Regions from separate parts of the Mus musculus genome. Here region 1 is linked to region 2. Evidence: chromatin contacts called from public Hi-C data. All regions are on one chromosome and are shown on one strand. Each heading gives the region's core, a stretch centred on a gene start, on an enhancer-like site or on the middle of the called end of the contact. The rest is flanking DNA. Distances are from core to core; before and after follow the strand shown. Region 1 has its middle 21 kb from the start of Gm31775. Region 2 holds the start of Gm31720 (a long non-coding RNA gene).

Region 1 (6,289 bases), core at 2,007-4,506, 110 kb before region 2:
CATTGTTTTGTAAAACAATGGAGAAAACCATAAAGGAATTTTTAAGTCAATGTCACCCTTGCCCTAGCCCAAGTCAGAAGCCAGGGTCCCTCCTGACACTTTGGACTTCTTCTCCAGGCTTTTTAGACAGGCCTCAGGGACAAAGGAGCTGACCCCTCAACCCTCCTGAGCACAGGTTCTCTGAATCTCTTCCTGTGTGACCTCATGGCCTCTCAACACCTTCTCTGGGCCTCCCTTACCCTATAGCAATCCTAGAATTGACCATGGCAACCAAGGAGCTAGAAGAGCCATGGGTTTTACTGTGTGGAGCCCCGTACTTACCTTCCAGTCACAGCTCTAATGATCGGCAGGGGGTGGGGGGCAAGCCTGACCAAGAGCCATTGCTGCCACCGGTAGAGCATCACTGTAGGGAGCTTGCTCCAGGAGAAGCCTAAGAGCAGATGCAGAGGTTGCCAAGGATTTAAGTAAAGCCAAGGAACATCATGATACCAAGGTTTGGGGACCTGTATATTGAAGCTTGCTCTTGTGCCGAGGAAGAAGCCTGGCCTGCTAGAGGTGGCATTAACAGTGACAGCATAAGAAAAGGATTCGCCAGCCCCCACCCCACTCCCACACAACACACACAGTAATGGTAACAAGGAATGAGCATCTTTCAGGGGTGCTCTCTCTATACAAAATCCTGGTGCCGTGGCTTCACACAAGCCTTCCAAGTCCGTGCACCCACCTACATCACGCTGGAACATAGACATAGTCACCCATGAACTTGGCAAGAGCCCTCTCTCAATACACACGCACACACTCCTACTCACTCCAGCCCCACAGAGTCCCACACAGATCAGGCACCCACAACTCATTTGTCCTTAGCGCACACATCACACACACAAACATTGCACCTTGTTTAATGATGCGGGGGAAAGAAGAGTCATGATTTTTATTTAAAACAAAACAAAACAAAATCCTCAAATGCCAGTAGATTCTAGTGTGGCTTTGGTCTTTTTATTTTTCCCTCAGTGTTAAAAGCAAAAGTCACCCAACAGTGCCACCTGCTGAAGGCTGGCTTTTCCTGATCCCCCTCCTCTTCTGCCCTTCTATCCTAAGTGGACTGAGACTCTCCCTTAATTTCCCCCAAAGGACCCAAAACCTAGGATCTGAATGAAGAAGGTGAGGAGATAGCAAAGAAAAGGTGGGGAAATCAGTTTCCAGACCCAGACAGTAAATAGCTGGGGTTGAGATCTGGTGTGAAGAGAGACTGAAAAGAGGAGAAAGACTAAGAGAGACACCCACATGCACAGAGACAAATACCATAGAAGCCAGCAGGAAGAGGGTCTGAGGAGAGCCAGGACTACTGCCTGCTGCCTGCTCTTGCTGCCTGCAGTCTGCTGCCTGGAGAAGATGCAGAGACCAAGGTGGAATTCAGGGGTGTAGTAGACATGCAGAGGCCCCTTCCCACTGTTCCACAAACCAATATATGGTGCAAGCCTGGCCAGCCCTGTCTATCCTCCCTTCTTGAGCTACTCTGTACAGAGACCTGGGGCCATCGTGCCAGCCTGGGCCTGGAATCTCCTATTTCAGCCCTCCAAACTGATTGTTTTTAAGCTCCTGTCCCTTCAGATTCTCTCTCTCTCTCTCTCTCTCTCTCTCTCTCTCTCTCTCTCTCTCTCTCTTTCTCTCTCTCTCTCTGTCTCTCTCTGTCTCTGTCTCTCTCTCTCTTTCTCTCTAGTCTAGGGAAGGGGCAGGTGGGGGGGGGGCGGAGATGATGAAGTCCTGAATGAATGTGTACTGTTGTCATGAGCACAGTCATGTCAAAGATGCCAATATATTCAAGATGACCTCAGCCTCAGAGTAGAACAGAGACACCCCCACCCCTACTACCCAGCCTGTTTGTGTTGAATACCATAAATGTGATGAGCTTCAGGGCTGCTGGTGTGTCTCCATCAGAGTGCATAGCCCACCTAATCCCAGCTTTAGGTGACCTATATGTGCCATATCTCCATTCCCTGTCAGGTCATTCCCTGCCGCAGTCAGGTCAAGTCCAAAGCCATGCAGGTCTTAGCAGGTATGCAAATGCCTACCAACTAGATCAGACGCTCTCCTCAACGGGAGAAGATCCCCTTTGAACATCTGGTCAACTTCTCAGGCACAGATTTATTGCCAAAGAGGAAATCTGTCCAAGACCATACAGCCAACTAGGCAGTAATTTTGGAAACTACCTGAAGGCAGCCATGCTTGTCCCCTAGGGGAGGGTCCTCATCCTTCTGTGTCACTGGACGGGGGCTGTCGTATGCTGCACACACTCATGAGCATGTGTGTGCCGGGGACTAGAAGTCAGTTTTGTATAACTTCCTTTCACAATTCAGAAGCTTGCTGCTTCAGCTAAACTGACTGAGCAGAGTCCCCAGGACCTTCTGTCTCAGCTCCTAGTCCTGAGATTACAGGCACATGCTACGCGCCCATCTTGTTCCATATGTGCTGGGGATTTGAACTTGGGTCCTCATGCTTATGCAGCAAGCACTTTAGTCACTGAGCTATCTCCCCACCATGGCCTCTTGCTTCTTGATGCAAGTCCTAAGTAGAGAGAGATCTGAGTGTAAAACTGCCTTTCTCCTGTGCCCCGTGTTTGCTTTCTACTCGCAGGAGTCCAGTGAGCCTCAGTCCACAACTGCTGGGTACATCTTCAAGGTAGGCAGGGCCAAAGGTAACCACTGAGTCCCCTGAGAGGGGTCCAGGATAATACACCACCAACACTGGGTCAAACCAGCTCTGACTCACAGAGGGAGGCTGATCCAGAAGACGGCAGATCAAGGAAAGCACAACCCCCTGTATACTCAGCCTTAGTTCTGGGGAATCCTTTCAGCCAGAGACTGCTCAGATCTGGGCAGAGGCATAAGCATCCTGACTGTCACCGGGACACACTCAGCCAGCGAGGCCTCCAAGCTTCTGCAACTCCTTGGGCTTCATCCCTCCCTTCTGGAGTTTACAACCTGGGACTTTTTTCTCTCCCAGAGAAGTCTTGATGCACTTTTCTTTCTCACACAGAACCTAATGTCTGGTACATCTAGTCAGAGCTCTAAAGACCGGCCAGCTTACCTCCCTGAGGCACCGAGTGCCTGAGTACACAAAGCCCACAGCAGGTGCTGGCTTGCATCTCATTTGCATATGGTTTGCATATGCTTTCTGACTTCTCACAATACCCAGGGACCGTCCTCTAATCTACAACTCAGAACTTCCTGGCATTTACAGTCCCTGCCAACTGGCACCAGGCACCTCAGTGCTATGGCCTTTTGTTTTCTTAGCTTAGAAAGGGTTTTCAGCAGTACATTAGCTAGCCCAACTCAAAACTTTTCAAAAGAGACCTTCTGGTGTCATGGATCACCTTGCTTAAAATTCCCTGATGACTAGAGTTTGCAAGTTGGTTGCCGAGCGACCCTTTACTCTCCTTCTCTACCTGCAAAACTCCTATGTAGTCCTCAAGGCCCCACTAGAACAAGGACTCCTGTAAAGTCTCTCTCTGTTAACTTCCCACCCCAGTGCTCTGAGCACCATCATCGCCTCTCGGACATATCAGTGGGTAAAGTGCAAACACAAGGACCTGGGTTCAAGTCCCCAAAACCCACTTAAAATGCTGGGTGCAGTAGAACACACCTGTAATCACTGTACTGGGAGGAGACATGATTCCAGGAGCTTCATGGCCACCCTGGCTAGGCTCTAGGTTCAGCAAGGGACTCAGTTGAAACATTAAGGTGTAGAACGATTGAGGACACCCGACTTTAACCTCCAAGTGCACTGCACACAAGAAGGTATCACACAACCCTCACCCCCCCACACACACACACACACCACACACAAAGAGTATGAAGGCAGAGTTATCAAACCATGAATGACATTGTCTTGCCCCTATCTTTCCTTTTAGTGAGTTCACTGAGGAACCATGGGTTGGCCCCATCTTGTCAGAGGATGGAGAGATAGCTGCTTAAGCAATGTTTGATGCATGAAGTCATGATCTTCAGGGTCTTCCTATCCAAGCATTCTGAGTCTCTCACTCTAACAACTAGCTCTGAGTGGGTTAATACTAGTATTCCACTTGTGTTTTTACAATTCAAATTAATAGCCTAGAGCAGAGGACTCCCCAGCAACCCAACTCCAGATGGACAGTCGTTTGCTATGGAATGCCCACCTTTTCCAAAGGAACATCCCAGCCAAAGCCCTGGTCTCTGGACCCACAGGTGATGGAGACCCTGGGTCTGAGCTGCTGTCTGGGAAGCAAATTGACACTCAGAGAAATTTACCACCATCTAATTGGCAGCTCTGGGTACAGTCAAGGGCAGTAGATTAAGTGTTTTCCTGTAAATCAGGTTTATGATTTGCACTGGAGAGGTAATTGTTAAAACTGTTCGTTTTACCCGCAAATAGCAGCTGAAAGAAACCAATTTAGGAGCGACAGATTGGTTTTGATTCTAAATGTAGTGCTAAAACAGTTAATTTTAATAACATCCATTGGACAAGAGTCTGCCTGTTACTTAATACCATAGTCAACAATTTGAAAACTGTGTGTTCAGCTGACACTTCTTTTACCAAAAATTAATCCCAACCCCCACTCCACCCCACCCCATGGGGTCATCTCTCAGCAGGAAGTTGCAGGTTCCTACAGAAGGATTCTGCCTTCTTTCCAACTTTACCAGCCTTGCTGAGCTGTGAGGCCACCAGAAGATCAGCTGTAGGCAAAAACAGAAGGGACCTAGAAGGTTGGAACCACACCACAAGGGCCCCTTGCCAATGTAAGAACAGCCTCTGTAGCAAATGGGATCATGGTGGAGAGTTTCTGCCCACATGCAGATGCCTGCTCCAGTATCTATGGTCAGCCCTTTATTGTCTGGAAGTGTTTCTCGGTCTCTGTCTCTCCAGAGAGATCATTTTTAGACAAAGCTGTGCCTTTACCCAACTCACACACTTTAGAGACACAGGGTCCTCCAACACTAGTGGATGCCCACTGGGATAGTCTTGTCTTCAACTGGCTCCCTTCCCCTCCCCCTCACCATCTCAGGATGCACATATGAGTGTTTCAACATTTAATTGAAGTCTAGTAGTCAGGACTGAGCCTGCTAATTGGTCATTGACTAGCATAAAACCTAAGCATGTGATGGGTGGCTCTCTAGCTCTCAAGATCTTCTAGAAGCCAACAGGATTAGGGGGTCTGTGAACTCGGAGCATCTCTGTCTGTCCTGGACCTGTTTCTAACATGTGTGTATCATGACCTATGACATGGCCTGTCCTTTCCCTGTTACAACTTCAGAGCCCAGACAGAGTCACGGTCGGGTAGTGTCTAGCAAGCGTTTGGTCTCCTGACTCTGAGCAGAGCTGATGCAGACCTGTTACCATCACCACCCCAGCTGTTACTGCAGATGGAGCAGCTGAGCCAGAGAGAGCCTGGAGAGACAGACACCCCTGAACACCCCTGCACCTCTACAGGGTGACAGCCTGGCAGTCCAATGGCCTCGCTGCCTGGAGACCAACCTTTCTTGACATTCCCAGAGGGCAGGGAATTCAGACTCCCTTCGGGGAAGATTCACAGCTCAGTCCATTGCCTCAGTTAACTCAATTAACTTCTGGAAAGAGTAAAAAGAAAAACTTCCAGCTGGGCTTATTGCCTCAGACCTGAATAACAGATCCTCAAGAGACTGAGGCAGGAGGTTACAAGCTCAAGGCTAGCCTGAGGAATTCATAGAAGGTCTCAAAGGAAAAAGTTCAAGAAAGGACTATGCCTGAATAGCTCAGCAGTAGAGCACCTGTGTGAATACCATTTTATCTCAATCCCCAGTACTGGGGGGGAAAAAAGAAAAAGAAAAAAGAAGGGAAGAAGAGAAGGGAGGAAGGGATGGAGGGAGGGGAGGGAGGAGGAGGGATCGAGGGATTGCACCAAAAGAAGAGAGGAAAGGAGGGAGGGAGGGAGGAAAGGGAGGAAGGAAGGAAGGGACAGAGGGAGGGAGGGAGGAAGAGAAGGAGGGGAAAGAGGCGGGCAGGCTTTTGTAGAAGTTGCTCACTTTCTAGCCCCCACTTGCAGGAAGACTTCTGGAGCTTGTGTGATCGCCTGTAGAGTCTGTTATAAAAAGAAGCCTAAATCACATTTATGGCTCATACTCCACAGCAAATGTAGGTATTAAAATCGTTCCTTTTAAATGATAAACGTCCCCTGAAATGGCCCAATAGAGCCCCATCAGAGGCTGTTTCCACCCAAAACAAACTGACTCAGGGTAGGCAGTAAGTACAGAATGTGCCTTCAGTTTTCACAACT
Region 2 (6,831 bases), core at 1,714-4,213:
CCTTCCTTGCAAGGAAGCAGCAACAGGGGAGCTCCTAGGAATAGTCAGTTCTGATAACTCCACCCTCCCACCCCACCCCCAACACCATCTTAAATCCTTGACCCTGAGCTCTGCCAGCTGGGCAAAGCAAGGGAAGCTCTCTGGACCCTAAGAGAAGAATGCACATTCCCTTCACAGGTAATTAGCGCCTAACCATGTCTTTCCATTATCCACAGGGTTGACAACCAGCACACTGGGTCCTATAATCCTGGCTTCTTGGCTTGGCTCACCAGCAAGGTTGGGGAAATCCTAGGAGAAATTAATCCCCATTTCATATTCAGAAAGGGATTAGGGATTAACATGACCTCTTTCTCTCTCTCTCTCTCTCTCTCTCTCTCCTCTCCTCTCTCTCTCTCTCTCTCTCTCTCTCTCACACACACACACACACACACACACACACACACACGGACACACACGGACACACACGGACACGGACACTATGGCTCTCATGGGGAGAGGTGACTAGGATAGGAAGCCTTACTGTAAAGACCAAATTATACTTGGCATGTGTGTTACTTTTCTCATTGCTGTGACCAAATGCCTGACCATAAGTGGCTTACGGGAGAAATGGTTTATGTGAGCTGGCAGTTTAAGGAGGATGTGGTCCGCCATGTCGAGGGAGGCATGGTGGCATGATGGGAGGTGGCTGGCCCTGTTGGTCAGCAGTCAGGGAGCAGAGAGATGAATGGCAGTGCTCAGCCTGCTTTGTCCTTACTCAGTTCAGGGCCCCAGCCCATGAGACCCTGCCACCCACACTCAGGGTAGAGACTTCCTTGATAGGCTTACAGTAGCTGTGTTTTCCCTAATGATTCTGATTCCAGTCAAGCTGTCAAGATTAAACGTCACTGTGACTCTGCCTCTCCCTGCCACCCACAGAAAGCACCACAGAGCTCTGCTCGACTGAAGCCCCACTGCTCAGCAAACAACTTCGCCCCCAGGACTTCCTCAGCTCTGTCAACAGCTGGGTCTCCATCATCCCTTTCCCCTGAGAGAGAGAGAAAGAGAGAGGGAGAGGGAGAGGGAGAGAGGGAGAGAGAGAGAGAGAGAGGGAGAGGAAAGGCCAGGCCCCCTGTGTGAGGGTGTCATGGGTGTGTCGCTCCCTCTCCTCTTCTTTGGGAGCACACCAAGCACCTGACTCTCCCTGGAGACTTCCCTCTATCTGATCCCTAGTCTTTACGAAGGGCCTTGATTGTTGTAGAGAAACTCTGCCTTTCTGAGCTGCACTCTCAACCATTTTTGCTAGTTTGTTCAGGCCGGCCTTTAACAACAGGCAGCTGGGCTTACAGACACTCACCATCATGCCTGCCGAGCAAACGTCTTCACTACTCACATCACCCACAGTCAATCTGTTGCTGGTAACAGTGAACCTTGATTGCACTTCACCCCACCGTCAGAGCCCTCTGAAAGGGAAGGCAGTCGGGGAGGCTTCTGCTACGGTTTGGATTTGACTTTTCTCCAACTCTCTTATAAAGACTTGGTTCCCAATAAAATGTGTTGAGGGCTATCAGTGCATCGGAGAGATGCTTGGGGCCTCGAGACTCCATCCTAACAAAGGAGGGACACAGAGTGAGTCAGGTCCCTTGTCCCGCCCAATCTTTTTTGTTCATCTAGTGCCTTCACATCCTTCCTCCGTGTGGGGCAGCATGGGGCCCTCACCAGTAGCTGAGCAGACCATACATTCAAATAAACCTCTTTTTGTATATTTCCTAGTATGGAGTATTCTGTATAAGAAACAGGAAATGGGGGGCTGGTGAGATGGCTCAGTGGGTAAGAGCACCCGACTGCTCTTCCGAAGGTCCAGAGTTCAAATCCCAGCAACCACATGGTGGCTCACAACCATCCCTAACGAGATCTGACTCCCTCTTCTGGAGTGTCTGAAGACAGCTACAGTGTACTTACAGATAATCAATAAATAAATCTTAAAAAAAAAGAAAAAAAAAAGAAAAAGAAACAGGAAATGGCCTCAAGCCCTGTTCCTAGATAATCGGGGAGAGGGGTTGGGTCTAATTCAGTTTATTGGCAACAATCATCCCTTAAACAGCCAACTACACATTGTTCAAAGCTGTCCCGCGTAATACTCCACCCCACTGTCACACCATCGGATAAGGTAGGCAAGACCAGTAACAGCCATTAGCAGGGACAGTTGGTAGTCACCAAAAGAGAAGAAAAAAATAACAAATTGAGGGCCCTTGGGACGATTTCATCATTGCTATTAACAGCTAGTAAAAGCTAGCATTGTTGGGGACAGGCTACCTACATATATTGCACTAACATGATATATATACAAGGCACGCATCACCTCCACATGCAAGCTTTTATCTCCACTCTCATTAGAAAATAAGTTCAGAAAGGATACTTGAATCCAGTGCTATCTGGCTCCACACCTAGAATTCTCAGCCATCTTCTAAAAGGGCCACTGCCTGGTAGCCACTGCCTCACCCTCTAGGCTCCCCCCATAAGCCCTCCAGGCTCCGTGGTCACTGCTTTGACCTGGGATACTGAAGCTGAGATCCTCCAGGCCACAGAGACTGAGATCCTTCCAGAGGCGCTCCTGAACCCAGCTCTCTTGGGAAAAGGAAATGAAGTAGGGCAAAGGTCTCTGGTACCAAAGCTGATCGGACAGAGTTATGTTCTGTCCAACGTGAAGCTCTGACTTGAACCTCTTTGGTGGCAAGTCCTAACGTCTGCCCCTTGGGCTATCTCTGAGGTAAGGAGGGTGGCTAGCTGGCTGATGGAGGTGCGTGTGGGGAGCATATCAATACAGTCACTGAGCCTCCTAACTGAGGAGGCTCTAATTGCAGCGCTCCAAAAGCAAGCCCTGGGGTTTAGTTGAAACTGACCCTTGTAGAGTGCCCTGGAAGCAGTGCAATTTATAGAGAGGCTAAACCTAAAGCAGGCCAATCTCTGCAAAGCAAGGGAGGAGCCTGAAGGAGGGCCTGGCTCTAGGGCTGCTGGCACAGCTGTGAGCCCAAACTGCTGATTCTGCCCTCCCACCCCCCCCTCCAGCTCGGCGAGGGAGGGAAAGCCACGCCCACATGCAGCCCAGTGGGATCAATTAGAGGATTTGCGGCCAAACACCAGAGGGGTGTGCCTCCTCTGCTCCGTCTTGCAGGTTGCTATAATAAGGAAGCACCTATGACACTACACAGATTAATACTCCACTGAGCAAATTAATCCTCGGAATTTCACTCACTACCTGTGGCTTATAAATTTTAATTGGCTCTAAACTGCCACCTGAACTGATGTGCAAGTGTAGGGATGCCAGAAACGGCCCAAGCCTCAAACACACGTGGATGTAACCTCTAGAAAAGGGGGTGTGGGTGGGAAGGGCTATTACAGATGCCAAGTAAATGGGTAAAGAGCATAAAGTTCCAGTAGCCACCTCAGTATCCCCACCACCACTGAGGAAGCTGGAGGAAGAGAATAGAGACTACACTCAGGAAATCTGTACCTCCGTCCCCTGCTCTTCCTGCCCAGGATTCCGGTCCCCGATTAACTGGGCAACTCCACAAGCTGTGACGGAGCACTGGGTATGGGTCAGTACTGTGGCATTTAGATACGGGATACAGAAGCCCCACTCAGAGAGATCTGTGTACCAGCGGAGGCAGCACTGCTATGAAGACGCTGAGGTAGACGCGGAAGGAGAGTCTCCTAGGGAGGCCCAGTTCTCTCTGTTTCTATCACAGAACACACGGGCTTTGTCCCCCCTCCCTCTTTGAAGACAGGTTTATGAAGCTTCTGTAGCCGGGCAAACTTGGTGGCCTCTGCTGCTGATATGCTTGTAGTTCAGCAGCATCCACAGCCTGTCCTGGAACCAGACGCTCCTCTCTGGTCCTCTGCTACATGGCTCTTTCCTTAGAAGCGAGACACACGGCTTCCCTTGAACTTCCCGCGGGAAAGGCAAAGGTCTGTATTGCTCCACCCAATGGTAGTAGCTACTACTTGTGTCTACAGAACCCTTGAAATGTGGCTGCCTCTCCTGATGAACTGACTCCTGCTTCATTTAACATTCTCCCTCCTGGTCTCTCAGCCCTGCCAGACTTCCTCTATGACCTCTATCTTCCTCTATCAAATACACTTCCTTACTTGAGCATGTACACGTGTGTGTGTGTGTGTGTGTGTGTGTGTGTGTGTGTGTGTGTAGGTCTAAGAACATCTTCCAGGAGTCAGCTCTGTCCTTCCACCATGTGGATTTCCAGGATTTAACTCGAGTTATAAAATTTAGAGGCAAAGCTACTTTTAACTCATAGAGCCATCTCACCAGACCTCAACCACAATTCTTTAAAAAAAAATTTTTTTTACTTTATTATTTTTGTATGTTTTGTTTTGCACCTCATGTGTGCAGTGCCCTCAGAGGCCAGAAAAGGCCACGGAATTTCCTGGGACTGGAGTCACAGATGGTTGTGATCCAACATGTGGGTGCTGGGAATTGAACCTTGGTCCTCTGAAAGAGCAGCCAGTGCTCCTATCAGCTGATCCATCTCTCTGGTCCATCAACAATTCTCGAACCATCCTCTCTGTAAAAGGTCAAACAAACCAGCTGAATGTCTCTAATCCTAGCTCTTCAGAGGGGGAGGCAGGAGGATCAAAAGTTCCAGACATCCAAGGCAACATAGCCAGAGCTTGTCTCAAAAATGAAATGGGCTGTGGAGATAACTTGATTATAAATCACATGTCATACAGGCATGAGGACCTGAACTTGGTCCCCAGAACCCATGTTAAAAAGCTGGGTGTGGAGGTATTGGGTGGGCAGATGGTTCATGTAGGCACAGGAGGGAGTGTGGGGTGGAAAACTACTGGAACACACAGTCTTTGCCATTGGGAAGGTCAGAAAAAGCAGGGTGTGTTCACAGAGCAGAGAGAGGCTGTGTGGGGGAGGGATGGAGGGAGATGAAGCCGGATTACAAAAACCTGGCCAACTGAGCTGTTGGGTGTTGTTTTTAAAAAACCAAATTCCCAATTGTTCGATTTTTACCAATGAAGACTAAGGAGCCAGATGCTGGGGTGAAAGCCTGCTAGCTCCGAGAGGCAAAGAAAGCACCCAGTTGACCTTCCCACTCCACCAATATCCCAGAAAGGAAAAACAGCAACAACAACAAAAAAAGCTCTGTCTCCTTTGATGTCTTAAATGCCCTTTGCCTCAAAGACCCTCCTTTCTGTTCACTTATGCTCACAGGGATCCCTGTCTGCTTGGTTGCTTGCTCTGCCTCTTGACCTATGGTTAACTTTATTTAGCACTTGGATTAAAGGTGTGTGCTAGGGCTGAGCCACACCACAACTACTTGTTTACAGTAAACAGAAAGCTCTAGGATCAAAGACTGAGCCACACCACAATTAGAAACAGGATTTTACAGTTCACCATCTCAGGGTTCACAATGTGATTAAATATCTTACAACAGTTGGGCTTCGTTCTGTGTAAGCACCATGCATTAGCCACCTTACTGCCCCGTGACCTTCTCTCAATCCCTTTTTTTCTCTGCCCGTTGGCCATGCCATCCCCAAGGCTCCCAGTTCCAAGTCAAGACCTGCTAAGGGCTAGTGAGACTTAACACTAGGCTGATATTCATATTGAAATTAATCTATGTCAGAGGTCCTCAACCTGTGGGTTGCGACCTGTCTGAAGGCCACATATCAGATATCCTGCATATTTACAATAGGATTCATTAACGGTAGGAAAATTACAATTATGAAGTAGCAACAAAATAATTTTATGATCTGGAGATCACCACAACATAAGGAACTGTATTAAAGAGTTCTCTCTCTCATATCTGCCCACCCCCTCTCTCTGTCTCTGTCTCTGTCTCTCTCTGTGTATATGTGTGTGTGTGTGTGTGTGTGTGTGTGTGTGTGGTCATGGCTAACAGAAGACAGCTTTATAGGGTTGGGTCTCTCCTTCCACCTTTGGTGGGTTCCAGGAATCCAACTTAGACTGTCAGGCATGTATATCAAATGCCTTTCCCTGTTGAACCATCTTCCAGACCTAGTGCCCCGTGTTTTCAGGAAGCCCTCCAGTGGTTCTGATGGCTCAGTCTGCAGTTACCCCACCATATCCAAACACTGCACACCTAAAGAGTCAACCAACTTGAGCAGAAAATATTTAAAAGGAATAGTACCCGTACTGTCTAGGAACAGGCTGTCCCCCAGTCATTCACCCTAAACAACGCATTAGAACCATGATACACTCAGTATCTGCCCTGCATTAGGTGTCTGGGAGGAGGAGTGTATCTTAGCAAAAACACTATACCATCTTCTATACGCGGTTGAGACTCCTTGGATTTTAGCATACAAGGAAGTTCACAGAACCAGTTCTCTTAGAACAAAAAGGTGCAACAGTATTGACGGACTATGGAAGTCCTTGCAGGCAGGGACCCTGCCATCTTTTGGCTGTGTTTGCCCAGCCGTAGCTCAGAACCCTGGTACAGCCAGGGCTTAGGATAAGCACATGAATATCAGCATGAATGAATGAAGAAACAAGTAGAGGAGCTACAAAAAACTGCAAGAGGTTATAATGATTTCCTTCAGCCAATGTGATGAGGAAGAGGATGGAGGGAAAGAACAATGCAGGCATGGCGATGCCCACTGGGATGCCACGTCCCCCAGCCCGATCTGTGCAGAGTCCTGCATGATACCGCCTTGTCATGTAACCACTCCAGCCTGAATCCCAGATGCAAAACCCAGTTCAAACTACTTCCCCAGACCCAGAAGCAAGAGATCCCTTGGTCTCCTGTGGTCTGGATGGGACCTGGTAAGTTAATTGCTTAATATCGTTTACAGAGGCCCAGTCGGTCTTGG

Evidence for each region. A called contact is a pair of places that touch in the nucleus more often than the background predicts.
Region 1: a contact with region 2 is called in a Hi-C map of the N1E-115 cell line, with 2.6 times the contacts expected there. The contact joins two enhancer-like sites. A contact is called at or near these places in 6 of 484 Hi-C or Micro-C datasets (3T3-L1-derived adipocytes, the HPC-7 cell line, the N1E-115 cell line and 2 more), 2 of 115 datasets of contacts at active chromatin or transcription factors (both in embryonic stem cells) and 1 of 9 other capture datasets (embryonic stem cells).

What each region holds. Positions count from the first base shown.
Region 1 is chr14:24,641,183-24,647,471 of GRCm38.p6, reverse strand. No RefSeq gene overlaps it. Among named protein-coding and RNA genes, the nearest start is that of Gm31775, 21 kb to the left of the region's middle. Within about 2 kb of position 3,256, at least 25 of the 459 cell types and tissues checked have an H3K27ac peak or open chromatin away from gene starts, as enhancers often do. A contact at or near this core is called in the N1E-115 cell line and epiblasts, where this site is marked.
Region 2 is chr14:24,526,648-24,533,478 of GRCm38.p6, reverse strand. Gm31720 (a long non-coding RNA gene) reads left to right here and starts at 6,551. Exons shown (of 3, transcript XR_383260.3): 1 at 6,551-6,784. Within about 2 kb of position 2,963, at least 56 of the 459 cell types and tissues checked have an H3K27ac peak or open chromatin away from gene starts, as enhancers often do. A contact at or near this core is called in the N1E-115 cell line and epiblasts, where this site is marked.